Linked DNA regions of Mus musculus: all the other regions are linked to region 3. Evidence: chromatin contacts called from public HiCAR-type and promoter capture Hi-C data. All regions are on one chromosome and are shown on one strand. Each heading gives the region's core, a stretch centred on a gene start, on an enhancer-like site or on the middle of the called end of the contact. The rest is flanking DNA. Distances are from core to core; before and after follow the strand shown.

The links. Promoter capture Hi-C pulls out the DNA fragments that hold promoters and counts their contacts. HiCAR-type assays count read pairs that join an accessible place to other places.
Region 1: a HiCAR-type map of astrocytes shows a contact between it and region 3, with 3 times the contacts expected there. The contact joins the promoter of Sh3kbp1 here to the promoter of Phka2 in region 3. A contact is called at or near these places in 3 of 39 promoter capture datasets (the 3T3-L1 cell line, the C10 cell line and erythroid cells), 1 of 115 datasets of contacts at active chromatin or transcription factors (astrocytes) and 1 of 9 other capture datasets (liver).
Region 2: a contact with region 3 is called in a promoter capture Hi-C map of hippocampal neurons, with 2.0 times the contacts expected there. The contact joins the promoter of Scml2 here to the promoter of Phka2 in region 3. A contact is called at or near these places in 1 of 39 promoter capture datasets (hippocampal neurons) and 1 of 115 datasets of contacts at active chromatin or transcription factors (astrocytes).
Region 4: a promoter capture Hi-C map of embryonic stem cells shows a contact between it and region 3, with 2.6 times the contacts expected there. The contact joins the promoter of Map3k15 here to the promoter of Phka2 in region 3. A contact is called at or near these places in 2 of 39 promoter capture datasets (embryonic stem cells and pre-B cells) and 1 of 115 datasets of contacts at active chromatin or transcription factors (astrocytes).
Region 5: a promoter capture Hi-C map of erythroid cells shows a contact between it and region 3, with 73 times the contacts expected there. The contact joins the promoter of Bclaf3 here to the promoter of Phka2 in region 3. A contact is called at or near these places in 5 of 39 promoter capture datasets (HPC-7-derived erythroid cells, erythroid cells, liver and 2 more) and 2 of 115 datasets of contacts at active chromatin or transcription factors (astrocytes and microglia).

Annotation. Positions count from the first base shown.
Region 1 is chrX:159,624,692-159,629,829 of GRCm38.p6, reverse strand. Sh3kbp1 (SH3-domain kinase binding protein 1) reads right to left here and starts at 2,558. Exons shown (of 18, transcript NM_001135727.2): 1 at 2,139-2,558. The coding sequence starts at 2,142.
Region 2 is chrX:161,160,280-161,165,101 of GRCm38.p6, reverse strand. It overlaps Scml2 (Scm polycomb group protein like 2), which reads right to left and starts at 2,352. Exons shown (of 26, transcript NM_001290651.1): 1 at 1,854-2,352.
Region 3 is chrX:160,498,663-160,503,887 of GRCm38.p6, reverse strand. It overlaps Phka2 (phosphorylase kinase alpha 2), which reads right to left and starts at 1,726. Exons shown (of 33, transcript NM_172783.4): 1 at 984-1,726. The coding sequence starts at 1,061. Gm15241 (a long non-coding RNA gene) reads left to right here and starts at 4,070. Exons shown (of 4, transcript XR_387097.4): 1 at 4,070-4,103; 2 at 4,600-4,687.
Region 4 is chrX:159,986,717-159,991,749 of GRCm38.p6, reverse strand. Map3k15 (mitogen-activated protein kinase kinase kinase 15) reads right to left here and starts at 3,546. Exons shown (of 29, transcript NM_001163085.4): 1 at 2,945-3,546. The coding sequence starts at 3,317.
Region 5 is chrX:159,530,178-159,535,072 of GRCm38.p6, reverse strand. It overlaps Bclaf3 (Bclaf1 and Thrap3 family member 3), which reads right to left and starts at 2,405. Exons shown (of 12, transcript NM_001033472.2): 1 at 2,238-2,405.

The DNA.
Region 1 (5,138 bases), core at 1,309-3,808, 870 kb after region 3:
TGTGTGTCTGTATATATGTGTCTGTGTGTGTCTGTGTGTGTGTGTGTGTGTGTGTGTGTGTGTGTGTGGTGTACATAGAATCCCAGCACTACTAGGTTTTGCTCTTAGAAAACAAATAGAACCAACTATTAAATATCTGTATTTCATTGCAAATATACCACTAAGGACACTTTAGAAAACAGCAGGTGATTTTTGTCCACAAACTACAAGCACCTTAAATCCCACTTAGGCACATTATAATGAATTAAATGGCATTCATTTTACTCTTGGTGCCTTTACATATAAACTCTTGAAATAAATAATAATTGGTTGCTGCACCCCTACTTGCATAATGGCTACAATTTTAAAATGATACTGAAAAGGGCTGTAAATTGCAGAAGCACTCTCTCATTTTCTTAAGAGAGCCTAAAGAATGCAAACAGTTTAGATCTCAATGATAAACAGGTCTGCTGCTTCTTAAAGGAGCCTCCATCCTCTTCCCATTGAGATCAACAAAGCACAGCCTGCCTATGCAGACCAGCGACTTCTTTTTGTGCAGAACTCTTTCAGTAATCCACCCCAAAGGAAAAGTGATCCCCAAAACATTCCTTATCACCTCAGAAGAAATCGCTGCATTTCCACAATGACCATTTTCCACAAGGGTTTTAAAGTATTTTCTTTTGCCAATGGGCTAAGTCATCTTCATCAAGGCAAAGCAAGAGTATGAATTAAGTGTTGTGTCTTCCACGGAGTTTCATGCCATCCACCCATCTATTCGATATTGATTCTGAGCCGATTCTACACCAGGCATGGAAGAAAAACCATTCTGAGCAGTACCATACAACACAATGCTGTCCCAACGGTCACTGAGCCTCGGGTAGAGGAGATAAATGTTAAACACACTGGAATATGTCATTCTGATGTGGAAAAAAAATGTCATACGATAAAGGAACTCATTTAGACCTAGAGTGCTGTGATCATCAGAAAAGGGCACTTAAGCTGAGAGGCCACCCAGTCACTACCACTTTGACAAAGGGAAAGACATTTTGGTAAACAATCACAAAAGGGAATTGAACTTCACTAATGAACAACTTACTGGGTTAGCACCCTTTGACTCCTGCCTATTTCTTGCTGGCTAGTGTAAGATCCTATTACCTGCATACAAAAAGTCTCACTTTATAACGATTCATTATAATGTGCAAACTGCTATGCTTGGCCTAGAAACACCCCAAAAATCATATGCTAGAGGCATAACAAGCAAAGGCTGACCAATGAGCAAGGCTAGTACCTAGATAAAGCAAACGTTTACTAGAGACCAGACAGTCACAAGTCCTTTGCTCAGTAAAGTGCCAGTTCCCCTGGGCAGTAAGGTGGTTTCCACACTGTCAGGTCTATAATAAAAAGGATCCTGAAGAGCTAAGGTTAGCTGCCTACATGGAAATTATGCTTGCTAGGTGCATCAAAAACTGGATCACCATTTCCAGTTCCTGGCCCTGCAGACTGAGAGGAGGATATAGGAAGTAGCCTTTGAGTGTAACAGAGTGGAGAGGGGTTCGGCGTGGGGGAAGACAGAGTGAGAGGTGGAGGCACAAGTGGGGAACGCATGAAGAGCTCAGGACCCTGGGACAGCCCGCCATGCCCGGTACTGGGGCGTTTCCTAACCTCCCACCACCGGCATCATCAGGCAGTAAAGACAGTCTAACCCTCTCCCAGAGACCCCGACCTTCAAGGCTCTTCTCAGGCTGGCCCAAGAGCCCTGTACAGGGCCAGAGCCCACCAAATCCTGGTACCCGGGTCCACAGCGCCAGGGAGGGTGCACTTGGGTGGGAGAATGGCAAAGACAAAACTCTCCCCGCCCACCCGAAGAAGCCAACCACACCCCCTGACTCCCTCAACCCAAGCAGCCCCGGAGCTAGCCCCCGCGATTCTCTGCTCAGGCCCCCTCGGGTTCCAGTCCGTGCCGCGCGCGGGCTCCGCAGGGACACTAAAGCAAGTGAGAGTGAATGGGGGTGCGCAAGGCGAGGGAGGGCGCTCTGCGCGATGTCACTCTCCCGGCCCTGCTCCAGGGCGCCCTCCCCGGGTCCGCGGTCCCGGGATGGGCGCGCCAGTCGACCCCTACACACAGATGGGCTGAAGGTTCGAACGGCCCCTGCACTCACCCATTGGCGCCAAGACGAGCCGAGCCGCCGAAGCAGCGTGAAAGTTGGCGGAACCGGGCGTTGGGTTCGGAGCGCCGAGGTCGCGGCGCAGGGATCGGGGGCGCGAGCGTCGGGACGCGGCTGCTGCTGGGCCGGCTTCGTCCTCAGCGGCGGTGGTGGCAGCTCAGCGCCGCCCGCTACTGCCTCTGCTGCTGCTGCCGCTGCTACCCTGGGGCGACTCCTGCTGCTGCTGCTGCTGCATCGCGGCCCCACTGCACCCGGCTGCTCCGGGTTTCCTGCTCTCTGCGAGTGGAAATTGCGAAAAAAAAAAAAAAAGAAGAAGAAGAAGAAAAAAAAAGAAAGAAAGAAAAGAAAAGAAAAGAAAAAAAGCACCGCCCAGCCCAGTGCCCTGCAGCCGCCTCGGAGCCTGCTCTCCCCTCCTCCCCGCCGCGGCGAAGCTCAGCGGCTCCGCCCGCCCGAGAGGCGCGGCCGCCAGGCGGGGGCGGGGTCGAGGGGCGGGGCCCGAGCAGTGTCCAGCCCGACTCTGGGGCTCGTCCTCTGTCTGCGGGGCTCGGCCGCCCCCCTCACCTCTGGCTCTGTCCCGGCTGGAGCTCCGCAGAGGGTCGCCCCCTATCCGCCTAGGCTCGGCTCACGCCCCGGGAAATGCCGCGAGACTCCTCGAGACTGGAGGAGATTTAGGGGGTCCGTGGGGGTGGGGGCGTCGGAGTTGTGGGGCACGTGGAAAAGGTGGATCGAAGGCAGAACCCCGAGAAAGGAGGGCTGGGGGAGGGGAAGCCGGTGGCAGGTGAAGAGCGGGACACCTGCTGTTATTAACAGGTGACACCCCTTCCCTGCGGGGGGGGACATAGAGGAAGAAGGCTGCTAGCAGGGGGCTGTGGGAGGAAGGGGCCTTTGGCTGTGGCTTTGGAGTACTGGCAGACCAGGTGCGAGTTTGGAGCGTAGGAGGTGGTACTGGGCTAGAGGTGCCCAATGAGAAGGGCGCAGTCAGGCTGCTGAGCAGGTCCGCTGCTGGCCACCGCCCCTCCCAGGATTAGACCCTCCTTACACCTGACCCAGTGGTACCCGGACAAGGTGTGGGGCTCTGCTGCCTAGGAATGTTTCTAGGTCCAGAGACAAAGATTGGCTGGTTCTCCATCAGGCATCACTGTGCTCTATTGAGCCTCAAACCCGGATAGACAACAATTTTAAGTGGACACTAAAATGAAAATAGAAATCCATAGGAATTCCTGGGCAACTCAACGAGCTTCTTTTTTGGAGTCTATTCTCCACCACACCTTTCAGCCAAAGAGACTTGCCTGCGACCGCATTCATTGAGCAGTCTGTTGTTTCCTTTCCACTTTCCACCATCTGGTGGTAGGAAGAGATAGTGAGCTAGACTGGAGACAAAATAGGCAACAGGGAAAGTGAGACAAGAGAGAAATTAGATCATTGTCCCCTGCAAATGGAGGCTGGGGACTAGTGAACCCAGAGGTGACAAATAAAAGCTGACCCCATGCCCAATGGAGATCTGCCTTGCGTACCCGGTGAATAATAATAATGCAGCATTATTTGTATATTGGGTCAAAGCCTAAAATTTCTGTAGAAATATGTTGGAGGGTGGAGGGGGTATTTCAGTCATAAGGCTGAGGCATAGAAGATGGTGCTGTTAATGAGTTCTGGCTTAAAGGCTAGCCTGGGACACAGGATGATCCTGATGAGTAAGGGGGAGGGAAGAGGAGAGACTTGCAGGCAGGGCTTTAAAAAGAAGAGTAACAGCAGCATCCTTCTCTAGACACTGGTCATGTGTGTCACAGCAACCTAGACGAATCAAGATACAGAAGGCTCATCCCTACAGTGGCCCTGCTTGTTACGTGCCTTGACGCATCCACATTCTTATTAAGACAATGAAACCTTATGACCCTGTAGTTGACAAACACTGAGACTCAGAGCCTAACTTAACCCGCTGTTAGTAGAACATTCTCCCCTCAACGCAACAAGAACTGTGTCTGAAATTCTGAAAGTGGCTGTCTTGGCTAAGCTCCAGATTATTAGACCATTCTAATTCTCTCTCAAAGACATTCAGACCCCCCCCCCCCAAAAAAAATGGTTAGGCATGTGCTCCATAAGGAAATAGCTGAGCTAGATTTATGGTAGCTTGGCACATGGGTGCTGAAGATTTGTGGTTGCTGACCCTTGTATTCTCAGAGTGATGAGTCAAAATGATGAAGAACCAAGTTCAATTCCCAACAACCTCATGGTGGCTCACAACCACTTGTAACTCCAGTTCCAGGGGATCTGATGCCCTATTTTGATTTCTGTGGGCACTACACAAAGGTAGGGCATACCCAGGTAAAACTCATACAAATAATGTTTTTTTAAAGAAATGAAGTCATTGAACACTGTTGAAGAAATCAGCCAGACTTACCTATACATCACAAAGTCCAGTGAAGCCAATTCCACATCCCGCAAGGGACTCTAGAGAGAACGAGCTTGCTTTCTCTGCTTAACATTAGTCTCAATCTTAGTCTTCAAATTGAATTGCTTTGCCAATCTCGCAAGGATAAAGATAGGTCCCTTGAAGTTTTGAGTCTTGGTCTGTGTTTTGTATGGTCCAGAAAAGGATCTATGATAGCTATACTTTCTGTTTGTTGACTCTAGTAAGTATATAGCAAGCCAAAGTAAAGGAATGGATAGCAAGAGATAGATAGCGGAACATCATCAAATCAGGTACATACAACCTATTTCTAGCAGAAACTGACTCAGGAAGTGGAGGGAATCAGCTAGAGTCCTGGCATCTTTTTCCCATAGCTGGCACTTTTATATCATGGGATAAACAATGGTGATGACCTCTGATGGAAATGGTTCAGCTTCTAGCTGGTCCCAAGGACACAGTGGTTTTACTCTTGGGCTGTTTTCCTGTAGTCTCACTCCTGAGACAGAGTTAGGGGAAGCAGCCCAACCCTAGAAAATGTTCTCGGGTGATGCTTTGAAATAAACATGCTTGGGTATGAAGTGGGGGCA
Region 2 (4,822 bases), core at 1,103-3,602, 660 kb before region 3:
TATCTGTCTTCCACAGGCCTAATCAGAAAATAAACTCATAAAATATATACCTTCATATAATCCTAACAAAGTGCACAAAAATCACAGAAGTCAGAAATATGTTTTGATTACAAGCAGAATGTAAAGAACAGTGGCAAAAGTAACTGAGTTTGACCATTAGTCAAAGAAATGCTTGTTCTCTATCAATTATGATGTTCTTAGCAACCTTGAAATATACAAGGATAAGATGCTGGTGGGTTGGTTTCCTTAAACACCAGAAACTAAAATGCATAATGGACTTTGAATAAATATATTTTGAACTTGGTGAATTCTAGAAAATAAATGCACACTGGTGGTTAATAAATACCTTAACTGAGCCATAAATCTAAAAGGCTGACAAAATACCTGACCAAATCATGACAAATAAGATGCTTAAGGAGCAACTCTGTTTATCAGTTTTAAAACATCCTTTATAGATAGTGCAATACCAGTAACATTATCAACATCCCCCTCACCAAATTACAATTCTAAAGCAGAGCAGGACTTCTGGGGTGAACAGGCTCATAAGGAACTTACCTCTGCTTGGAGGACATACATGGTATTCAAAATTTTCAAAGCTATTTAAATGGTTTGACTAAGTTCTTTATAAGTTTCAAACTATTCTAAAGATGATGGATAAACTCACTGTCTTCTCAAAATCTTAGATTTACTTTCAAGAGCTCATTTTAACATTCCTCCCATTAAATACAGAAAGCCACAAACAGATTAGAATAATACCCATCATTACAAATAGGTTATTTAATGGTAAGGGGGGGCAAAAAAGATAAAATTGTCATTACATTTGGAATAAAGAACATTTCCAAACAATTAGAAAAAAAAATCAAGGTTATGCCAATGAAATAACACTATAAAACAACTGCTTATACACAAGTACATCTTACAATATTCTTCCCTCAAATTGAAAATAATACTGTCCCTGGAAAAATTTAAATTGCAACAACTGATGCTCTCTAAGGAAACAAGCATCTCCAATAGTTGAAAATCATGCATCATAAGCTATCTCCCCTGCCTTGGTTTCCCCTTAGCAACCAATTTTTAAAAGGCATCCTAAAGTCATACTAATGGCATCCTAAAGTCATACTAATGGCAAGTCATAAAGCTTAATATTCTCATTCTTCAAAAACAGAATCAGATTTCAAATTATAACCATACTTTGTGATGAATGACAAGTGTTTAACAACCTTTTTTAAAACATCAATACCCTCAGATAGAAATCTGTAAGTAAATGTGAGCTGCCCACATACATACATGGCAGGACAAGTGGGGAAGGGAGAAATGGGTGATTACTAGTAAGCTTTTGAAGCCACATATATAGCTCAAGGCACTCCCCTCCCCCCTTAAAAATACAGTCGATAAAATTCTAATATCTTTTTCTCTGACTCTTGAAGTACAAGTACCATTCAGGTTTAAAAAAAAAAAAAGTCAATAAAGAAGAAGAACCTTTACAGAGCTGTTTCGAAGCAAATGGTCACTACATTCAAGTTTTACATGATTGCTGACCATCATCTCCTTTAATACATCTCCTTGCCTGAAGGCTCTCAGGGGAAATTAGTCCTAGCCTTCCTGTCCAGCTTTATGAAGGAGTCATCCCCTCTGGAGGGCTAAACGTGTCAGGATCCCCAAAACACATACCTGGCATCAGACCCACAAGGGGCTCCAGGCCACAGGCACATTTTTCTAGATTGATATTCCCTACCAAAATCCAAGTTACTTCCCAAGTGCTTGTCTCAGCCCAAACCATTCAAAGTCATTCCTGACCCTTAGCCCTACCAATCTCCCACAAAGCCCCCAGGCTGCAGCCTGGCCCCACCTACCCTGGGGAGAATTGCAGAGGGCGCTGTCGGTGCTCCTGGGGAGGGGGCCTGTTGAGGGGAGCTGGGCCAGGGGCCGAATACCTCTAGCAAGATGAGCCAGTGAAGAGGGTCCGAATAAGTGTGAAGGTCAGCAGCGAGTGCTAGCAGCGGAGATGGCCCACAGAGAACACTAATTTAGACACAGCAGCCTTGGCATCTGGGGTAAAGCTTCCAGGGGTGTGAGGCAGGAGTGTTGGGACAAACTGAGGCGGGACGCTGGCGCGGCAGTAAGGGGGCGTTCCCAGCGCAGGACTTGCCCCTAAGGCTCCCCTGCCCTGCAGACAGCCATCAGGACTCCAACATCAGGACTCCATCTCCACTTCCCAAGGGGGACCAGGGCCACCAAGCACCTCGGGTCTTCTCCGCCCGAGCAAAAGCACTTCTGTCATGCTAGCTCAGGGAGCAGGCACCAGACTTCACATTGCAGCCGCCATTTTTGAGAAGCCGCGCGCAGAGCCGCGCATGCCCCACAACCGACACAGCCACTCCACCCTCCCACAGCAGGCTGTGTGCCCGTGGTTGCTGCAAACACGCCCTAAGACTGCTGCCGCGGGTGGAGCTTGAGCCCAGGACCCAGCAACCTGCATGAACGAGTTTGAGCAGTGGCCATCGTGGAGAAGTGGTGATGCTAAAAAGCCTTTGGCAGTTTTCCCTTATACTTCAGGATCAGAAATCCTAGCAACAGGCTAAGTACCCAAGACCCCTGGGGTCTAGCATCAAGTTCCATGCTGGGTACTCACTGCCATTAGACTTTTAGATCCCTGGCTAACTCCTATTTTGGCCACTTACCCCCCCCCCAAAAAAAATAAATAGTTCCACAAGAAACCAAGTCAAAGGAGCAAGGAAAACTCAGCTCCTACTATGGAACTGGAGCTGTGCCTTCCAGCTCCTTCAGCTTAAATCCTCTTCACCATGGGTTTTAGGCACCAATGCCCTGCCAGTCCCACTTTCTGGATTCTATTGTTCTTAATTTATGCTTAATCTTAAAGACATGAGATTAGCCTAGTGACAAATCCCGTTTGCTCACATTTGATGGATCCCAGAAGGGTTGAATACATAGTTCAACTTGTGTTGAACTGCACGTGCTTTCTCACCTCAGAGAAACCTATAGCATGAGTGGAGATCACTCGGAAGAGAGGAAGAAAAAATTCCTTAAAATATAGCATCCAGCTGCACAAAATACATCACACAAAATGCCACAGAAAATATTCACCTCTAGTTCAGAGTTAAGAAACCAATTTCAAAGTTTTGCTTGAAAAATACACAATATGCTATGTTAGCCAAAAGTAAAAGTTAAGTCTCCTCTCTATACCTCTATCCAAAACTGAGTGTAGGTTTTCTATCTTTTACCTTAATGTATAATGGACTAAACTAAAAGCATATATCCACAGCAACAAAGAGTATATGCATTTCCTCCAATGTAAAATAATTTTCATATGCAACTTTTACAGTAAGAAATAAATGCCACTCCTTCAAGAATGTTAGCATTGTATATAATAGGCATTGCTAGAAGATAGTTTTAGGAGAAAAAGGGAGAGCTTTTTTGTCTCCCTAAGAGGCCAGTAGTGCCTAAGACAGTAAAATAGAATGTAGTCCCATATATCCATTCTTTTGAAACTGAACAGGCCTAACACCTAGAGATCTCCAGAATGATGTGATATTAAATTCTTTCTCTCTTCCTACTAATTAGGAAACTCTCTCCCTGAAAATAATACAGTATTCTCTTGGTGTAAGTTAGCTGCTAACTTGGGACATACAGTGCCTATTTCTACATGCAAACTCACATATTCTTGATTTCTGTAATGTACCTAGTTCAAGAAAGATCTAAACATGGTGAACTTACTACTGGTGATTTGCTTCACAATTTGAAAATCACTTGATAAATACAAATAAACAGATAAACACAAAAACTTGATAAACTTAATAAATACAAATATAAACAGATTAACAGATAACCTAAGAGTTGTCATCTGAGTTTCAGAAGAGCACAGTAGCATACTCACCCTTATAAGGAGATATAAAATTTTCTTTCCTGTAACTCATACTATAAAGACAATATACCATTGAGACTTCCAGGGAGAACACAGAGTCTTTACGACATGAGGATGCCGATTTTGAAACTGAAGAACTGAAAAACTACCATCATGAGCCTGAAATGATTCTATAATATTTTTCCCTCAACACTGTATCGTGCCATGAGATCTAAATGTGGCTTCTATTCTAATAGAACTAGCAACATGTGGATATTTAATATTAAATTTAATTGGGTTGAAAGTTAGTTCAGTAGTAGAGCATTTGCTTACCATGTAGGAGACTCTAGGTTCAAACACTGGTACCAAACACACACACACACACACACACAAATATAACTAAAATTTCAGCAACAAGATCCAGAAACTTCTATTGCTCCCACCTGGTCTCTGTGCCTAATTCTCATTAAGCCTATGATGTCAAAGGCCACTGCAGAAGAAAAATCAGGGTTAGGCCTAGGCTGAACCTAAGGTTTAGCACTCTTTTGTCTCTCTTTTTTTGTTTGTTTTTGTTTTTTTGTTTGTTTTTCGAGACAGGGTTTCTCTGTATAGCCCTGGCTGTCCTGGAACTCACTTTGTAGACCAGGCTGGCCTCAAACTCAGAAATCTGCCTGCCTCTGCCTAAGTGCTAGGATCAAAAGCATGCATCTCTTTTGTCTGTATTACCTGAAGAAATGATTAGTGGATAAAGTCAAGTAAGAATACAATGCATGCATCCATCTTTCCATCTTCTTTGACAAAGATTTATAGCATATATTTTCCAAGCATAGGAAAACTGGGAAGGTTACTACAAAAAGAGACAGAAACTAAGGAAGGGCAAATATGATGTATTTACTTGGTTTTGGACAAAGGCACCACAAAACTATACCATAGCAACAAACAGAAAAGTAAATAATTTAG
Region 3 (5,225 bases), core at 477-2,976:
ATTTTTTTTTTTCTTTTACAGTGCTGCAATCCAATCCAGGGCCTTGAGACTACCAGGTAAACTACCACTAAGTCACACCACTGGCAGTACCATTTATTCATTTTATGTAGTTTGTATGATGCCTTGCATAGAAAAGATACACAATAAATTCTTCCTGAGTGAGAGGTCAAGGAATTAGCTAAGAAGAAAAAAAAAAGGTTAATGGTTTGGAAATGACCACCAACTGCTACTTCCTTCTCTGACTCTCAAAGCCCTAAAAATAGCTGCTGCCAACTGAAGGCAAGCAATATAGCTGATGTCTTTGCTCTGAACAAAAATAGCTCAGTGGTCTTACATTGGGCACTCACACATAACTTTTGCCAAGCAGGAAGCATAGCAGGCGTATTCATACCTGAGATTATATGCACAGTTTCACAGGACCCCTTGATGCTGATGCTCTGTGCCCAGAAGTTTTGTTGGCTGTAAAGCAGCAACCAGAGTGGTCATAGGGTCCTCTCAGGGGGATTTCTAACAAGGGAGGGGCAGTAACAGTTGCCCACACTCTGGTCAGATGCAAGCCTTGGGAGTTTTTCACTCCTGCCTACTGTTCCCAGAGTAGAGTTAGTTCACTGTTCTCCTTCAGTGTGCTCTGTCCAACCTAACAGACTTCTTTCATCCAAAAGAGGCAGTAAGGAAGGACCTCGAGGGGGGTGTCCCGATGGGGGGAAAAAGAGGAAGGGAGGAGGAAGAGGAGAGAAAAAAAAAGGTCCCAGAATTCTGCAAAGCAGCCGCAGCAACTGTTCAAAAGCCAGAATGCCTGACTTGTGAGTAAAGTGAATAAAATAGCGATAAGGGAGTAGGGTGATAACTGGCTAGCAAAGGACTGGATTAAAGTCGGAAACCTCTTAAATAAATGCAAGCTCTCATGAGTGACAGAGGCCTTGGGGAGAATGAGTTATATCAGTGGGCAGTTTCCACCGTTCTCTGGGCTGCTCTCTGTTTACCTGGTAACACAGGATGGTTTGCTGCACCAGCCTCGCGTACCCGTCCAGGCGGACCCCAGAATTGCTCCTGCTCCGCATCTCGCCCAAGCTCATGGGCCACGGAGCTGGACCTGCCCGCTGGTGTCCGCCAAAGTTGCCGCCTCCAAGCTGACCTGGTCCTCAAAACATTCAGCGTCAATGAGTTTCTTCAAAGGGGGCCGAGAGGAAGAGTTTTCAAACTGAGAGACCCAAAGTATGACTTGCAAGGCGAGCCAACCAGAGTGTCGCGCCGCTGGGCGGTGCGGGGGAGGAGACGGGGGTGGCGCTATCGCGGCCCGGCTTCCTCCCGGTCAGCAGCTGCCCCGAGGGTTTCTAGTCCCACCACCATGCTCGACAGAACCTAGACTGGGCACTAGGCTGGAGAAAGGCCTTGGCGGTACCCCTCTGTTTTGGGAGGCGGCTCCGGGTTGCTTGGGAGCTCACCTAAGCTTTACTAGGCTCCGCCCCCCTCGTGGGGCGGACTCTCCAAGTCTCCGCCTAAAGGGAGAGGGTCTACAGAGGAAGGCCGCTGGGAGCGGCGGGGAGCTGGGCTCTTAACGGAAATTCAGTTTTTTTTATTGACTTTGCTCCTACCTCAACCTGCTTCCAACCGCGGCTGAGGCTAAAGGAGCAGAGTCCTTCGGTCGCGGCCCCCGGGGTACGGAGGCCACCCCTCACGCCGGCCCGAACCAAGAAGCGGAACCCGTGCAGTCCCGCCCGGAAGGAACGCGTTGGGGGGGCGGTACCGATCTGCTCGCAGCTCCGCCCCCAGTCCGCCTCCTCCGTGGGGTTTGGAGCCCTCCTTGTCATGGCCTGACCAGGAAGGAAAATGGGGCAGCCCGCAGGAGTATGGAGAACTTGGATGGAAGCAGAGAACAAGTCGGCTTTCTGGGTCGGCAATGACAAGGTCTCCTGAGCGGAGCCGCCAAACCCACCGGAGACTAGAAAGAGGCTGGGCCGCCTGGGCATCCTTCGGATGACCGGCCGTCATAGCCCCGCCCTGTCCTGGGCCTCACCTGAGGACAGAGTCCCCATAGTGGAGCTCAGCACTGAAAGCAAGAAAGGGAGGCCTGAGTACTGTCCTCCACATACACTCCTGGTACCCGTGGCTCCTGGCCTTAGCTCCTGGGAGAATTTTGCAGTTCATTTATAATAGTATATTTTGAAATTTGGCATCCCATTAGTTGTCAAGGTTGCTAACCACAGGCCGCATTCTTTGATCCTGTCTTCATTGTCCATCAAAATCTGGCCCACAAATAAATTTGACTGGGCAGCTGTTCTAATGTAATTGCTTCCACAAGCACTTTGTTATTCTCCACTTTGACCCATTTCATTGTCTAAAACTTACCTTTGCCTTAAAGACTAGGTCAGCCCACTCATTAGCGTTTCCAATTTTCTGGATTCCTATAGCAGTTTCCTCAGTAAAGATGGGGCAACGAGTCAGTTCGAACTGCACTTTATTCCATTTCTGATTTATATAGACATTTGTGTTACTGTTTCAGTTGTTTGACTTTTACTGTTTTTATCTGTTGGGGTAAACCTCATGCCTTGTAATGTGACAAGGTCAAGTGCGTGTAGCACATACTTGACTCAGAGTGGCACTTAAACCAGAGCTATTTTCAGCACCATTTGGAAATAGTGTATTGTTTACATTTTAACTGAGGCATACTTTTCTAACTGGATTATGAGATGCTTATGAAATAGCTTGGTATCTCCCACCACACCTGGCACAGAGTTGATTGTACATGTGTCTAGGGCTCAATGTTGATGGACTGAAAATGAGTCCTGCTTATTTGACTCCCCTTATAGTTAGTCTTTAACTAAAGCACCCAACCCCTATCAGCCCACATACTTTTTCTCTGAGACAGAGTCTTGTCATGTAGCCTAGGCTGCTCTCAACTATATTATGTATCCAAGACTATTCCTCAAACTCACAGCAATACTTCTTTCCTCGGCATCCAAAGTGTTGGGATTCTGAGTACGTGCCACCACACCCAGCTCGAGTACTTTTCAACATTCTTTTCAAGCCTTGGTGCATGTATATGTTTTACATTGGGCAGTTCCCCTCATATCTTCTTACCATTCTTTTCTCAACTCATTATTTGTTTTAATAATGGCACTGAAGTTATGAAACAGTGCACAATGTACTTCCATGTAGGAGTTGCTGTGGCCTAGGGAGTAAGATTAAGCATTCAATTACCATAATTGAATCCCTTTAGTAATCTTTCTATGTACCTTTCCTGGAGATTTCATATATTCTTCTGTATTTAAAAGGTGGCATCATTGCTTATTTTTAGGATGGCTTGTGTTCTCATTGGAAGCTTAAGACTCTGTCTTAGAGGACAGCATGCAAAGTGGAAATATCATGTCTTTTGAACCTAAAGTACCCTGTCTCTGAATTGGGAGGGTCCATTCTTAATCAACTTGAAAAAACTAACCAGTTAACCAAATTAAACTATTTCTGTAATAATTTAGTTTAGATGACCTGGAATCATTTTACTTTCCCATTACCATAGTGTAAAAGAATGTTAAATTTGTCTCTGCTCCAACTTCTTGCAGCTATATAAGATTGAGAGTCAAGGAGAGGACATACCAGGGACTATAAGGGTTTCTTCATAGTGAAGAACGTATCTATTAAATATATTTTAAAAGCATATATTTTAAAGCCAGGAATGGCGATACTTGTAATCCCATCTTTGTGGATACTGAATCAGGAAGGTCCTGAATTTGAGGCAAGCCAGCCAGGGTTACAAGGCTATATAGCTATCTAGGTAAACATGATAAAAATACACTATATGGAATTCTCAAATAATTAATAAAATATTATTTTAAAGGCTATATATTTGTGATAGTTTGTATATTCTTGGACCAGGGGGTGGCACCATTTGGAGGTGTGGCCTTGTTGAAATAGGTGTGACCTGGTTGGAGTAGGTGTGTCATTGTGGGTGTGGGCTTAATACTCTCACCCTAGGTGCCTGGAAGTCAGTCTTCCACTAGCAGCCTTTGGATGAAGACATAGAATTCTCAGCTCTGCCTGGGCCATGCCTGCCTGGATGCTGCCACACTCCCACCTTGATAATAATGGACTGAACCTCTGAACCTGTAAGCCAACCCCAATTAAATGTTGTTTGTTTTTTTTTTTTTTATAAGATTTGCTTTGGTCATGGTGTCTGTTCACAGCAGTAAAACCCTGAATAATACAATATTCCATATGAATATATATTTAAATTTTATATGCTCTGATTTCTTGATGTTATATCTGGAAACTGAGGTGAGAAATAAATGAATATATTCCTAAGAATTTTTGACCCAATTTTGTTCCTTTTTTAAAAAAAATCTTTTTTATGCACATGAGTATTTTGCCTGCATGTATGTATGTCTACTGTGTTCGTGTCTGGTGCCTGTGGAAGTCAGAAGAGGCTGTCAGATCCCCTGGAATTTGAGTTATAGATGGTTGTGAGCTACCATGTGGGTCCTGAAACCAAACCCAGGTCCTCTGCAAGAGCAACAAGTTCTCTTAACTTCTGAGACATGTCTCTGGTCCCAATAGTATGTTTTTATTGTACTTACTCAGCTTCTCCTGGTTTCTGTCCCTCAGACCCCAAGGAGGAGATGAGATAGAGATAAACTGAATCATCTTTTCTTGCTATTATGAAGACAAAAGTCACACCAAACAAGTCTGCTTGGTGAGTATGCCATTCAGTAAATTAACTCTCCATTGAAATACCCTTCAAATAACACACCTTCCTCCAAGGTGACCTTGTTAGATACAAGCCAGCTCACCGAGTGGAACAGTTTGCGTCATTTCATTAAAGGCACAGCTCATTAAAGGCAGCAAAGTTCCTATGATTCAATGATTCTAGAGAATTCTGGGGGAAATTTCTCCAGTGCATTGAGGAAACACTTCAGATGCCGGGCACTGCTTCGACATTTCCTGAAGAATAGTAGCTCCTCTGTCTTCCTTAAAACAGTCTCCAATTTTAAAACCAGAGGAGGTTACTCCTCAGGAACATTCTGTCTCCGTCTTGTCATGTTATTTCTCTGAATTTACAAACCAACAAATAGCCAAGAGAATTTAGCTTAAGGACCGGACAAGGGCCCTAATACAAAAGGTAAGGAAGGTGGGAACTGAAGGACTTTTGACTGTGCTTTTTAGGTGTACTCTGGTATGTACGTTACTTTGGGAGGTTGATTTCCAAGGTTTCATCCCTCCCCCCTTACCCC
Region 4 (5,033 bases), core at 2,297-4,796, 510 kb after region 3:
CACAAATCTCTCTGTTTAGAATGCACGCAAGGTGAGCAGCCACGGTTCACTTAAACCCTGCAGCTGCGATAGTTCTCTCCACATGGTTGAGGGGCACTGCAGGCTCAGTGCTGAGTGAGTAGGAGCAACAGCAGCACAGAAAGGAGGGGGCTTAGGAAAGAACCCCCAAAGGCCTGGTACATCAGACAACAGCCTAGGTCCAGGCTGGGGCTCATGGTTTCCAGAGTGAAAGAAAGCATGATGGTACAGCAGGCCACTCTCTCCAGTGGGGATAGAGTGAGCCAGGCTGCTTCAGAGGTACAAACCCATCTTTAATCCCCTGCTATATAAGTGTGTGTGTGTGCGCGTGTGCGTGTGTTAGCATTCTCTTTCCATTCGATTGTCAAGGCTTCCAGTCTACTGTATCTATCCAGCATTAAAGCACTTTTGCTTTCCAATATCCTGCCTTCTGTATGCTAGGCAGGTGCTCTGCCACTGAGGCACAATCCCAGCCCCAGTGTGAGTTCTTTTAGATTTGTTGCCATCAGCCTGAGGCTCTCCTGCAGCTCCCCCGTTCGACCTTTTACTAATGACACAGAAATCTAAGATACACACACGACACGACCACAAAAATAAGACAGTATAAGAACACAATCGAACCAAGTGCTGAGTTGCTATGAGAACAGAAGACAGAACGTGCCTAATGTCTCACCTCTATGGTTCCCCCACAATACTCCTGGGACAGTTCAATAGTTGCCCTCTGCCAACCAATCTTGTTCTAAAGCAGCACTGTCAAGAAGACCTTCTACTATGAGAAAAACATTTTATATCGTTGCCATCCCACATACAGAAGCTGGCTGGCTGTACTTGAAATAGGGTTAGTCGATTCTTGAGATCCCATTTTACTACATGGAAGCCAATTTAAATATAAATGGCTACATGTGGCCAGCGGCTATTCAATTGAACATCCGGTTTTCGAGATTTTTACAAAACAGCCAACAACAGTTTTCTATCTTTTTTTTTTTTTTTTTTTTTTTTTTTTTTGGTGGAAAGTGCCCAAAAAAACCCAAACAAACAAAAAATCCAAAACTTGTGAGAGAGGAGCTCAGGAAGCCAGGAGAGGGTAGGGATGTGGAGATCACCTATTAAATCGTCAATTCCACTTCCTGCAGTCACATTGATAGAAATTATCCCAAAGGGCAAAACTGACCAAAGGGGATTCATGGTGCAAACCATCGAAAGCCAGAGTGAGCAAATGTGCTGCTCTGGGTGCCTGGGTTTGAGCAGTGATACGTAGGCTTCTCAAAGGAGCGTGCACAGCAGGGGAATCTGTGCCACACATATGAACACACGCCAATGAGGCTCGGAAAGGCAAAGGCGCTGCATACAAATGTTCCATCTTACTGTCAGCAGGCAAGAAGGCAGAGTTGTGCCTGGTGGCCCAATGAACAGCTCACTTTTCAGATACTCTGTTCCAACTCCATTTGGGAGCAGACTGAATAGAAGCTGAGAAAACCGGAGTAGTTCTAGGTGAAGTGGGCTCCTGAATAATTTCTCTGAAAAGACGTGGTGCTCAAGAGCATACTCAGCATGGTCAGAAATGTCAAGAGAGTGTGCGCACTGGGGCCAGCTGCCACTTGTTTGAACAAGCCTGATGCCCCATCTCTTTCCAGATGGGGGTGGGTTTGGCCATTTGCTGTAGAAAATAAAACAAAACAAAACAAAAAACCCTTACACCCAGGGCTGCCTCCAATAAACAAGGAACTGAATTGATTGGCCTTTATGGGGTACGGGTTGGTAGAACTTACCAAACATGCAAAAGCACCGAGTTTTATTAACACAACTTAGACACCCAACCTGCTACAAGACAGCATACCATGAACACTTTGAAAACAACTCCCAAAGCTCATATGCTTTCAGGTTTAAGTTAGACACTGTTACTTCCACTTAACCAGTGGAAAAACTTAAGGCACAAACATTCCCTGGTCATTACTGTGTCACATACAATGCTGATGAATATCATCCAGGGTCCACAGATTTATCCCCAAAGGTTAAGTAAGAAAAGCAATGGAAGAAACTTGAAAACCGGATGGTTAGGTCACACTCAGCACAGCGAGCCTGCATCTAGCAATGGTTTACATTAAGAGATTAAAACATCACATAGCCGTAGATTACACAACACCATGCTTGTCAGGCAGTAACTTGCCACTCTCTGGTTGTAGGATGGACTCCCCTGTAAGAATTAAAACACTCTGAAGGCCTCACGTTGGGTGTCATTGGTCTAAAATAGATAGGATTTGTTTGTTTGTTTGAGGGAGAGTCTCACTTTGTAGCCTAGGCTGGCCCCAAACTCCATATGTCCCAGAGGCTGGCCTTGAATTTGCAATCCTCCCACCTCTGTTTCCTGGGATTAGATGAGTGATCTGTCTTAAGTTAATTAGTTTTAACAGCTATCCCAGATGACTATAATAACCAGCCTGCATTAGGGATATATGTCAGAAGAAAACAAACTGGAGGACGGACTCAACATCTTGTTGGTGGCGCTCAACCTTCCTAATGGTTTAATACAGTTTCTCTTGTTGTGGTGACCCCCCAAGCAGAAGGTTATTTCGTTGCTACTTTATAACTATAATTTTACTTGTTATGAATTACAAAGTAACTATCTGATAGGAGACCCCTGTGGGGGGAGAACCGCCATCTTAGGCGATAGTGTGTTTCTTGGGTTGTTGGCTATTATTAAAAGAAAAATAAATGATGAAATGGGTCTAAGTGCCTATGGTCACTCTTTATCTGTCCAAGGGCTCCTTCCTTGTTCTACACTGTCCAGGAGGTAAGAGATTGGTCCTGAGCATCACCGATGGCAGGATGGAGGGGGAACTGGAGGAGAGAGCCAGGGGGAGAGAGTGGAGGGGTGGCAGGGCTTGTGAGAAGGCCATGGGAAGCCAAGGGTGGCCCCAGCCCTCACCTGCATCGTAGAAGGCATCGAGCACGGCCGTCTCCCCGAAGTCGAGCTCCCCGAAGGGGACGGAGGTGAGGTGGGCGCCCTCGGCTTCGCAAGCCCGAAGCAGGCACTTGAGCGCCCCGGCCTCGGGGCCGCCGCCGGCGGCTGCCCCCTGCGAACTTTCGCTGCGCACGTAGACAGCCCGCAGAGCCCGGCGTGGCCCGCGCCCGCCCTCGGCCTCGCCGCCCGCCGCGTCCCCCGTGCTCTCGGGCTCCGCCAGCCCCGCCGCGCCCTCGGGCCCCGGGGGCAGCCTGCCCTGGGGCGGCTCGCCGGCTTCCTCCGGAGCCTCGGCAGGGACTGGCCCGCCGCCGCCGCCGCTGCCGCCGCCGCCCTCCATGTGACTGGCCCGCGGGGCTGGCGGCTTCGAAGCCCAGGTGCTCTTCCCCGAGACACCTGCTGCACAGGCGGATGACGGACGGGCGGACCGGAGGACGGACGGCGGCCGCAGGGAGCCGGAGCAGGGGGCGGGCGCAGAGGCCGGGGCGGGCAGGTGACCACGGGTTCTCCGGCGGCCGGCGGAGCGGAGCTCAGGGCCGGCTTGCCCCGAGCGCCCTTTGAAAGCCCGCGAGAAAGAGGCGGGGGCTCCGACGTCAGGACGGGCGGAGGGGGCGCTGCCGAGAGCCTCGGGGCAGCAACGCCAAGGGCGCCCCCTGCCGGCTCCCCCGCGCAGCGCCCCCAGCCCGGACGCCGGCCGAGGCGAGGATTGCAGGGCTCAGCTCGATTTGGCTCTCCTTGGGTCCTCCCCTCGTTCTTCCTTTGAACTACTGTTACAAACTCGTTTCCTTGGCTTCCTTCCTTTTTTCCTTCCTTCGTTCTTTCCTTCTTTCCTCCCTCCCTGACTTCCTCCCTTTCTTCCTTCCTTCCTTCATTCCTTCCTCCCTCCCTTTCTCTATCTTTCCTCCCCCTCTTTTTTTTTCTTTCATCATTTTTCCCCGCCCCCACGCCTGCCCACCAAACAAGTTGAAGCTTTCAACCACAGTAGACTTTCAAGGCACTAATTGGATATTGATAATCAGTTCCAAACTAAGTGCACATGCAGCTTTAACTCTACATCAGGAGGATGAGCAATGCCTCATTTGGCACTCGCCACTGTCCAGGACATAACCTCCCTGAGCCCTGTCTTGCAGCCTTATTTGTCTTGACTTTGGTAGTGACCTTGACAAGGTATGGGGAGGGTGCTGGCAAGCCAACATTTGTTTGCCTGGGAAATACACTCCCGTAAAAGTGCGCTGCCTACCTGACCTCTGAAATACTAAGGCTCCAAAGAGGTCTCCACTGCATCTCTGCAGCTCACCATTTTAGTCTCCAGCATTACATTATATTTAAACAATAAAATGCACTACAAGTTGTCATGTGGTGGTGGAGTTGTCTTTTTAACAGCTGCTTCTAGGTATAATTTACAAACCACCTAGAACAAAATGGCTGGCTGGATCTTTAGTGTAGTCCCAGTTCTGTGTCCATCACGACAACTTTTAGAATGCCTGAACACTCCACTACCCACCCCACCTGCACCCCCACTACCTTTTAGAAATCACTTTTTATTCCGTCCTCTGAAATAACCAGCCCTTAGCAAACCATCAGCCCTGGCTCTCTATTTGCCTTGTCTGTACATTTCCTATACTGGATGGAATCAAAGTGTGAAAATGGGTTTTCATTTGCTTTGTATTCAGTGCTAAGAGGAGAATGTCTGGGTTGCATGAAGGATATGTTTAACCTTTGAAGAAATTCACTGCTTTCCAAAGTGGTTGCATCATTTCGCATTCCCATGGAAGTGTAGAAGTGTTCCATTTCCTCTATAACCCCAGCAACACTTGTGACTGTCTCTTTCTTCATTACAGCTCCTAGTGGGTACTAGAACTCATTCTGATTTCGAGTTGCAATTCCCTGTTGGCTAAAGGTGATCAGCATCTTGTTCTACACTCCTGTCTCATTCATGTAACTTCTTTGGAATATTATCTATCTAGGCCATTTGCCAACTTTTTAATTGTTTTGTTTTGTCCATGCAAGTGCATGCACGCATTCGTGTGGAGGCCAGAAGACTCTGGGTGGTATA
Region 5 (4,895 bases), core at 1,156-3,655, 970 kb after region 3:
TCCTGAGCTCAATTCACAGCACTGCAAGAAACACACACCTCACACATGATTTTGCAATCTTTTTGTCTTTACCTTTTGAGTTCTGGCAATACAAATCATGGCTTCAAACATGCTAGACAAGTACTCTACCAATGCTATTCCATACCTAGCCCCAGAATAGATTTCAAAAACTAGACCTTTTAGAAATATGTATGTCCTTGTGTGTGTGTGTGTGTGTGTGTGTGTGTGTGTGTGTGTGTGTATGCCCAAGAAGAGCAGAGAAATAGATCTTTTTCAGTAGCTCTCTACGTAACTTTTTTTTAAGACAGGAATCTTTTATACCACCTGAAGTTCACCATTTCAGCTTATCTGAATGGTTAGCCAGCCTCAGAAACTCTCCTGTCTGTTTCTTGAGAGCTGGAATTAGAGATAAATACTTTGCTGCTGGCTTTTTATTCAGGTACAAGGGATCTTAACCCCAGTTCTCATGATTCCACAGCAAGTATTACTGACTGGGCCATTTTCCCCAGCTCCAAAAGTTTACATTTAAAATTTTTGTGCTTCAAGATGCTTCTGTGCGCCGGGTGTTGGTGGCCCATGCCTTTAATCCCAGCACAAGGGAGGCACAGGCAGAGGCAGGTGGATTTCTGAGTTCGAGGCCAGCCTGGTCTACAGAGTGAGTTCCAGGACAGCCAGGGCTACACAGAGAAACCCTGTCTCAAAAAAACAAAAAAAAAATGCTTCTGTGCTCTGAAATTTTTACAAGAAAGTAAAACCTGCAGTAAGTAAGACAAAGTATGTGAAATATACTTTCATAAATGTCTCATATGACCCTAAAAGGTAAGACACACATTATAATCCCTTGTTCATTGCTGAGGAAATACCTTAGAAAAAGTTAAGTGATTTGGACAAGGTAATCAGATATAATTCAAGTAAGTCATAACTTCAAACTTTGTTCACTTAGAAAAACCCTTACTAACTTGTTTTATTTTTTTTAGAACACGGAGTAACTGGGAAGCTGAACTGCTATCAATAACCGAGGAAAATAAAACAAACATGACTGGCATGCACCTGCAACCCTGGCATTTAGGGGCCAGAGACCGGGAGTCAGAAACTCAAGGCTATCCTTGGCTACACTGTGAGTTCAAGACCATCCTTTCTTTAAAGACTCCCTTTTTTTAAAAAAAAGGAAGAAAAAAAGAAAGCCTCAACATAAATGAACAAACAAGCCTTTTAAAGTTTTGGACCTGTTCACATCTAGGGAAAAAGAAAAGTTTAAATATGCCAGGCCTGGCCACGCAGGCCTATAATCTACTCAGGATGGAGAGTGGGTACAAAGTTCGAGGACTGCCCAGCCTGACCAATAGAATGAGTTAAACAGCATCCTGTGTTGAGTGAGACTCTATCTCAAAAGGTACATAGCTCTACGGTGGAGTGCTTGCTTGCCATGGGGAAGGGCCTAGCTTTTCTTTCCAGGCTTATAAAAGAAAAGAAAAGTTAAAAAGGTAGCCTGACCGGAAGCCTCGAGGGCCCTATTTTCTCCTGGCCGTTTGGAATGTGTTCCAGAGAAGCAGTCACTCAAGGTGTAACTCAAAAAAAAAAAAAAAAACAAAACAAACAAAAAAAAAAAAGCATATTTCGAGGGCTAAGTTTCTCTAGGGCGGTCCTGACCGGTGGCCCAGTTGACTGAATTCCTCCCAGGGAGGTCTGCGCTAGCTAACTAGCCTTTGACCTTGTCCGCGGAGGATGCGGCTCCCGAGGCCAGAGCATCTTTGGCGGACAAAGCCGGGAGCATCGCTCCGCTCCGGAGGGCTCCGCGTCCTCGGGCTTCAGCCTCCCGGCACCGCCCCCTCCCTGGTCCCCGGGGACCCACGCGGCAGGAGCCTGGCGCCGCCACCTGCCCGCCGCCGTGGGCGGGCAGACCTGGGGGTTGGGGGGGGGGGCGGGCAGGTGCCCGAGCTGGCGGCGGCTCAGGAATAGCACCGGCGGGGACAGCCTCAGAACCCACCCCCCCTCAGGGCAGAGAGCCAAGCGGGCGCGCCAAGGGAGCCTGAGCCTCGAGGGGCGGCAGCCGCTTAGGGAAGGCGCTGGCCCCAGCGTGAACCGGAGAAGGGATGAGGTCCCCGGAGAAGCCAAGTCCGCCCGCAGTCCCGTTCCCGCCCGCCACCGTGAGAACCGCCACTCGTGGGCGAAGGACACACCCTCCCTCCTTCCCAGGCTCGGGCTTCCTCACTCTGCCCACTCCCCGGACCGCTCACCCCTCAGAGAAGTCGTCACCAGAGCCCGTCGCTGTCGCTGTCGCCGTCGCCGAAGCCTCCGCCGCTACAGCCGCCGCCGCTGTTGCTGCTCCCTCACCGCCTCGCCCGTCGCGCAGCTCCCGCCTCCTGCTCCAACCAGCACCCAGCTCTCCCCGCGGGCCGGGACCCGGAACCACTTCCTTCCGGAATGGTCTGGTCCCAACCCCCTCTGGCCCCGCCCACAGTGTCCGCCTCCCGCCCAAACTTGCCTTCAAGGAGGAGAAGCTCGGGTCCAGCCCCGCCCAGACGGCGCCCGCGGGCTCTCTAGCGCCCTCTGCTGGCTGCGCTCTCCCACGGTTCCCTGAGAGACTAAAGTGCGCTCGCGAGTTGATCTGGCTAGAAGGAAGAGAAGCACCCCAGGTGGTGCAAGTCTGGGACTCTGGAGTTGAGGATCGCGGCCTAGAAGTCAGCCCTCAACTTGGTTCCCTTGATCTTCCTGCCTTGTGTGCAGTATCCGCAGATAGAGGCAGAGGTATCGGCCAAGGTTTTTTTTTGTTTTTGTTTTTGTTTTTTTTTTTTTTTGGTTTTCGAGACAGGGTTTCTCTGTATAGTCCTGGCTGTCCTGGAACTCACTTTGTAGACCAGGCTGGCCTCAAACTCAGAAATCTGCCTGCCTCTGCCTCCCGAGTGCTGGGATTAAAGGCATGCGCCACCACTGCCCGGCTAGCGTCTAGCTCTTTATGTGGCCCATCTATATATCTGAGCCTGCTTCTCCTTGACCTCTGTCCCCACCTATTTAATTTGCAACCAATCATCCAACTTTTCACCATTTCCCATAGCCTCAAATGAAGGGTCTGCTTGGAAAACGGGACCTTCTGAGCTTTCCAAATGGGTTAATGGTCCCAATAAATACCAACCCCTCTCTGCTCTCCTCTCTTTTATATTTTCTTATTTTCTTCTCTTTCTCCTTTCTCTCTACCCTCATTTTCCTCCTCTTTTGTGCCTATAGTGCTCTGTTTGTATGTCCATGTATACTTCCCCTGTGTGGGGTGTGGGGGGAGGTCAAAGGGCAACCTCAGGTGTCATTCCTTGAGAAGGATTGTCCACCTTTGTTTAGGGTGACAGGGTTTCTCACTGGCCTGGAACGTTCCAAGTAGGCTAAGCTGGCTGGCTAGCAAGTCCCAGGAATCTGCCTAGCTCTGCCTCCCCACTACTGGAGTTCCAAGCATGTGCCACCATGCCTGTCTCTTTTTACACAAGGTCTAGGGCTCTGACTCAGGTCCTGATCCTTGCAAAGCAAGCACTATAGTAATAAATCTATCTCCCTAGGATCGCCACCCCCCCACCCCCATTTATCACTCTCTGCCTGCTGTATCTAGAGGGAACCCAGGACCGTGCACTCGGTGTGCAAGCATGCTAGCAAGAAGCTCTCATAACACACACAAACACATACACAACTGCAAAAGAAGGATTTGTTAGAGTAGGACCCACATTCGATCCTGGATAATCCAAACAATGACTATTGGCCCCCGGAAGAAGCAAAACTACGTTAGCTATGCAGTCCAAGAAAGCTGGAAGTCTCAGAAGAAGTGGCATCTGTAATTGCCTACAAGCTTCTTAGAGAGTCTCTGTGTGAGTTAGTGTTGAGACGCTAAAGACTCTGGAATCTGGTGGCCACAGAACATGCCGTGGCCATTAGACGTATCTGCTGAAGAAGTATAAAGCTTGCACACGCTGGCTAGGAATCTTCATTTCTCCACCTTTTTTCCTTTGGAGCCCCAGGCCTATTGGGATGTTGCCACCCACATTCAGAACAGCTACATTCCCCCTCAATTGCTCTCCTGCATGTCAATCATCTCTGACAACACCCCCACAGATACACCCAGAAGTGTGTCACTAGGCATCTCAATCTAGTCAGGTTGACAGATCATGACAAACACATTTTAAGCTACCCACAATCCCACTATTCAACTGCCTTACAGGGAATACAAATGATAGGAACTGCTTCTTCAACTTGAGTGTATATCAGACTCACACAGAGGCTCTTCTTGTTGGGGCCTACCTCCAGAGTTTCTCATTTGGGGACTTTACATTCACTCGTGTTTTTCTTTTCTTTTCTTTTCTTTTTTAGATTTATTTATTTATTTATTTATTATGTGTAAGTACACTGTATCTGTCTTCAGATACACCAGAAGAGGGGGTCAGATCTCGTTATGGGTGGTTGTGAGTCAGCATGTGGTTGCTGGGATTTGAACTCAGGACCTTCAGAAGAGCAGTCAGTGCTCTTAACTGCTGAGCCATCTCTCCAGCCCCACTCGTGCTTTTCATTTACTTGTGTTTTTCATTTACTATTTTTATTGTAGTGCTCGGAATTGAATCCATAGCTCTGTGTATATTATAAGGAAGTTATCTACTGCTTAGCTATCCCCCTCAACCCCTGAATCATATCTTTGAACAAAAGCATTAATATACAGTGTATGGGGATAGAGACGTGATACAGCAGAAGAGTGCACTGTACTCATACAGCACGAGTAGACAGCACTAGTTTAGGATGCAGAAGCCCTTTGAAGAAACAAAAATAAAGATAGAGTGCATGGTTGTACCCTCGCTATTCTTCTGCTATCACATCCATAACATTAAAGTTGATTCCTTTAGTTTGAGTTCCAGGCAGAAGAACTA